Linked DNA regions of Gossypium hirsutum: region 1 is linked to region 2. Evidence: chromatin contacts called from public Hi-C data. All regions are on one chromosome and are shown on one strand. The core of a region is the stretch at or near the end of the contact, and the rest is flanking DNA. Distances in the headings are between cores, read along the strand shown.

What was found. Hi-C and Micro-C count contacts between places; a contact is called where the count stands out from the background.
Region 1: a contact with region 2 is called in a Hi-C map of leaf, with 2.6 times the contacts expected there. The contact joins the promoter of LOC107889020 here to the promoter of LOC107889014 in region 2. A contact is called at or near these places in 4 of 34 Hi-C or Micro-C datasets (hypocotyl and leaf).

Annotation. Positions count from the first base shown.
Region 1 is chrA09:60,727,347-60,730,089 of Gossypium_hirsutum_v2.1, reverse strand. LOC107889020 (protein MALE DISCOVERER 2) reads right to left here and starts at 1,319. Exons shown (of 14, transcript XM_016813316.2): 1 at 803-1,319; 2 at 1-91.
Region 2 is chrA09:60,592,398-60,595,338 of Gossypium_hirsutum_v2.1, reverse strand. It overlaps LOC107889014 (triose phosphate/phosphate translocator, chloroplastic), which reads left to right and starts at 1,605. Exons shown (of 12, transcript XM_016813303.2): 1 at 1,605-1,947; 2 at 2,031-2,105; 3 at 2,259-2,324; 4 at 2,745-2,823. The coding sequence starts at 1,685.

The DNA.
Region 1 (2,743 bases), core at 70-2,569, 140 kb before region 2:
GTTTTAAATTTGATCTTACAACACCCTTAACATGTACATGTTAATTATCAACTTTTGAAAGCTTGACTTCTCCTTACAATCTCCAGAGAAGCTGAAAAAAAGAAAAGAAACAAAAGCAAAAAACATGAGAATGACTTTGAGAGCAAGCAGTCTAATAAAGGCAAAAAAGGGTCTACAAAATTATATATGACACACAAACACTCTCTCTAAAGCTATAGATTTAAAGGGTGAAGAACCCCTTCACCCCCAAATACATAAATCACTTGAAATTTGCAACCTAATAATCCCTTATTCTCATAATTCATTGGTTTGCCATTATAGCTTAATATCCTCCTCCGGCAGCAATTACTAATCCTCTCATTAAGGGGGAAACAGCTTGACACGAAACGTCCTCTATCAAGAATCAAGCCCTCGACTTTCAGATTAAGAGACGAAATGAGCCATCACCATGCAACGCTTCGTAGTTGCCATTAGCTTAATTTAATCATAATTCATAATAAACTATACAGTACCAAACTTCACCACCCATATTGTAGAAATGCAATGTAGTATCGTAACAATCCACAATATGAAATAAAAACTGCAATACCGACATCACCACCCGTATCGTAGAATTACAATGAAGTATCATAACAATCCACCATGTTATTAATTCTCATTAAAGCTTAATCCAATACACAAAAAGAAAAAAAAGGAAAGAAAAACACTGCAACATCAATTTCACCACATTCAAAACCCAGAATTGCAATGTAGAGATATGATTGAATATAAACTAAAAAAAAAAAATGAAGAGTTGAATTACCATAAAAGGTGCAGAAAGATCAAATCTTTATCCCTGGTTTGAAGCAGCTGTTGCAATGATAATAATGGGATTCTCTCAGAAAAAATGAAAAATGTATTTGATAGGTGGGAGGGGGAAATGGAAGGTAATGGTGGAGAAAGAGGTTTTTGATGGGAGATTTGAACTCAAAAAGAAAAAAAAAAAGGCAGCAAAGAAAAAAATATGCAAAAAAATATATTTTGAAATTAAAATTAGATAAATAAAAAACAATTAAAAAAACAAAAAACCCAGATTTTTTTCTATTACTGCCCTTTTTTCCAGGATGATCTCAGAGCAGTAATTCCTTCTCTTCGACCATCATTGCTCTTTTTTTCTCATCAATGGAGGCTTTGTTGTAAAATTCTTTTTCTTTTGTTTTTGTTTTTGTTTTTTCTTAAAAAAAATTCCAGAGATTTTTCTTTATTTTTTTAAAAATTTTGTTTTTTTATTTTTAATTTTTAATTTCTATCATTAGTTGGAGCTTGAGGGCCCCACCAGCCACCCCTACAAGCTGTGTTCTGTTTTACCCCTTTTTTTTTACCCCTCAAAAATTTTTTAATTAACGTTTGCTATTTTTGATTAATTAATTAATTAAAATACGTAATAATTACTGTTGTTGATAAGTAATGGCGGGAAGGATTAAGGGGGATGACTAACTGTCAACTGTGGCCCCCACAAAAATTAAAAATTTTTATTTTGAAGAACGGTGGTGGTGGGCCCCACTTCCGTTATTGTCGGACGCGCTTTTTCTATTTTTAAAAAAAATTTATCTAATTAATTTTTTTTTTGTTAAACCTTTGACTGGCCCAAGATTTGCGTGCGTCCCTCTTTCTAACAATGATTTAAAGATATAATTTTTTAGGTCAAATTTTGGTTTTAGTCCATCTATCATGTTCAGATTTAATGTTTAGTCCCTACTTTTTTTTAGATAATTTGATCCTATATTTTTACGATGTAATTAGTTAGTCTAAACAATTAATGTTGATAATTATTTTAATTAAAATATTTGAGTTTTTCTTTTAAATACTTTTTAGACTTGTCATATTGAAATTGATTTTTTATTGGAAATATATTTTTAAGAAAAAATATTCCAATTTAATATTTCAACCAATTAAAAAATTTTCTCTTTTTTTCTCCAAGCCATTTGTTTTACTCAGTAGCGGTGCCAGCCTCTGGGCGGGCTATTTCCCTCATTTTTCCTCTCCCATCAACCATTTATTTTTTTCTTCTTCTCATTCACCACACACGTCTTCTCTCTTTTCAGCTTGCAGTGGGTATCTTTTTTATCTTCACAAGTTGTGATGGACAGATGATGATGCTTACGTTCACTAAAACTCCACCGGCCACCAGTAATTTTTCTTAGAAAATGGGTGGCTCTTCATCAACTTCTTAATCTGTTTCTGTTTGAAAGTATTTTAGAATAATAAATAATTTCAAGTGTCGATTTGGACTTGTGTTGTCTTAAGTTTTATATGTTTTTTATTTGCTTTTCCGTTGTTCAATAAATCTTCAGTTTTAGAAAATTTTGTTTGCTCTTATAGCACGTTTTTTAATCTTGCTTATGCATGTAATCTTAGTTTTAGAAGTGATTTTAGGGATGATTTTGTTGACGTCCTCTCTAGTTTGGTGAGTGCTCGATTCTTTAATCGATTTTTACTCGCCGCTTTGGACCATCCGGGGTTGATTTCTTTATCGTATTAAGTGATTGCAATCACTCTAAATACATCGTGCTTGAGTTGTGACAATGATACATCGTGCTTAAGTTGTGACAATGCCAATTGTCAATGTGCCATAATGTTTTATTGATACTAAAGCTAAAACATTTGTTGTGTTGATGGAACTTGTTCTTCACCATCTACAACGAGTGTTGGCTATTTTTTTTCTCTGAATTATATGGTTTCATTAATTGAATTAATTAATGAA
Region 2 (2,941 bases), core at 356-2,855:
TGTAATGAACTTAAATTTAACGAAATAATGTTAACAACAGTTAACAATTGTATTAAAATTTTGAAATCTAAAAAAAGATTAAAATTTTAAAAATAAAAGTATAGAGAATAAATTTCAAATTTTTAAATAGTACAAAGACTTGTGGTATAATTTAATCTTATTTCTAAAATAGTGACTAACATATAAATATATTACTGATTGACCTTGTCTATGACCAAATAACACTAATAGAAATTCATGTTATCATTTTTAAGGGTAGCAACATATGATGATATCCATTTGAACCAAAAATAGAGCATTAAATTGTATCGAATTAAAATAGATTGATTAAAATATAAGAGTAAGCATCATAGAGGGACTAAAAGTGGAATTGTAAACATTTACTTTCAAGCAAATAATGGAAAGGGGATGGGAGACGATAAGGATATTTGCAAAAACAAGGCAAAATAGAAGCCACTCGTAAACAATTGGACGAGATATCTGTCTTCACCAGCCATACACAGGGGATAAGATCTGGCCCCACATCTCAATCTCTTCATTTCTATTTCAATGCTTTCTCCACCGTTGATTAATAATCTCCTCGGTTTCTGATCTTTATTATACGTCAAAAAGCCAGAGTATACAGCGTATTCGCCTGTACCTTGCCGCAGGCGACCAAAACGACGTAATTTTTTTTGAGAATCGAGGACCAATAAAATAGAATTAATCGATAATTTTAAAAACAAAAAAAAGAAAGGTGTAATTCTGGTTTTAGTCCCTTGACTATGTTAATTTTTTTGAGATTAATCTTTTACCTTAATTCGACATAATTTGATTTCTTTTTTTTTAATATATAAAATACACAATTAGTTGTTGTAATTAAAGTGATAACATGATTGTTTTTTTTATTGTTACTCGACCACACTACCAGTAAGTCACGTGGAATCTTGTCACATGTTTAAACAATTAGGGTTGAGTTCGATTCGATTTGATCAATTTGTTTAAATTGGTTGTGATACTTCAATTTATTTCTCGATTTTTACATACTAATTTTGAGTTTTAGACTTTATATTGACAAAATGAACTTTGTTTTATGAGTTGTGAAAATTATTTAATAAAATTTTAAGAATTTTTTATTAATATTTTTTAAAAATAAATTTTCATATAAAATATATTATTTTTGAAAACAAACACATAGCATTTTTATGTTGTTTTTACTATTTTAAATAAAAAATATAAAAAATTACTACTATTGCCTATAACACACCCATAATAAATAACATGTGTTTAAACGCTCTTAAATTCATATCTTTCTTATTGTTATCACAGAAAAAATGTCAACTGAACCTTACAATTTTTATTTTTACATCATAAAAATTAAAATTAATTATAAATGAAATAAAATAAAAATTGATTTAGTTGGAGTAATGATAGTTTGTTAATTTGTGGTATGATTTAAATTGGTTTTTGATTTCTCGAAATAAAAAAATTTGCTCAACCCTACACCAATAATAAATTATATCAAATTAAAATAAAATGATTAAATATCAAATTTTAGAATAGTATAAGGACTAAACTTAGAAATAAACCAAAATAAATATAGAAAATGAAAAATCTGTTAATTTCTTAATTCTTTTCCCTCCATTAAAGAGCTCACTCTTATCTAAGGGGATAGCCATTTGATTCTCTCTTCCTCTCAGTAACAATGGAGTCGCGGTTGTTGTCACGCGCTTCCACCATCGCCGGCTTGCCTCAGATCAGGCCGAAGCTTTCGCGAGACTCTCTCAGTGTTTCGTTTGCTTCGGCTAAGCCTATCGGAGCCGTCGGAGAAGGCGGGAACGTGATATGGGGGAGACAGCTAAGGCCGTCGCTGTTGCTCGAGATCTCGCCGGTCAATAAACGGGAGATTTTGAAGCCGGTTCTAGCTTCCGCGTCGTCGGCGGCCGGGGGAGGAAGCGATTCCGCCGGGTGAGGTCCGTTTCCTCCGTTCTGACTCGGTCAAACTCGTCCACGCCTTAGTTCTCTGACTCACTGATTCGGTGATATTGCAGGGACGCTGAGATCGCTCCGGTTGGATTCTTCCAAAAGTATCCCGCTCTTGTTACTGGCTTCTTCTTCTTCATGTGGTAGGTAAAAAAACCGGTCGGCGTGTTTAGCCGTCAAATGTTCGGCGGTTTGAACCGTGGTTAAGATTCGGTCAACAGTCAAATTTACTTCAATTTTTTTTTTAAATTTCAATTTACAACATCGTGTTTTAATTCTATTTTTTATCCTTCCAGGTACTTCTTAAATGTAATCTTTAACATTCTCAACAAGAAGATCTACAATTACTTCCCTTATCCCTAGTAAGTAATTGGAGTTTTTATATCATTTTTCTTGTTTTTTTGGGGAATTTTTAACTTATCATTTGGTCTAATCTTAGTTTTAGTCCATCTACTAACTCAACTTTAACGTGGAATAATGCCTTTACTTTTATAATATTATTTGTAGGTCCAAATAATACTGTTAATTGCAGTTTTTAATGTCTTAATGGTTGATTAATAACGGGGTTAATAGTTTTAGCAGATTCGTGAATTTCACGTTTACGGCCGCAGTTACCAGCATTATCAATTTAGACCTGCTAATAATATTGGAGAGGATCAAATTATGTGAAATTATAAGTATAGAGATTAAATTTCAAAATTTTACACTAGAGAATCCAAAACCAGAATTTTACTTTTTCTTTCCCATTGAATAGTAATGGTTTGATGCCATTTTTTATGCAGTTTTGTGTCAGTTATTCACTTGTTCGTTGGGGTGATATATTGTTTGATCGGCTGGGCCGTTGGCCTCCCTAAGCGAGCTGTAAGTGAAGGAATTAAATCCCATCATCTTAATATTACAACGTAGTTTCTTACAAATCTTTTAGTTGTGTTAGCTGCTGTAAGAATCCTCAATGTGGGGAAAATGCAACATGTTATAA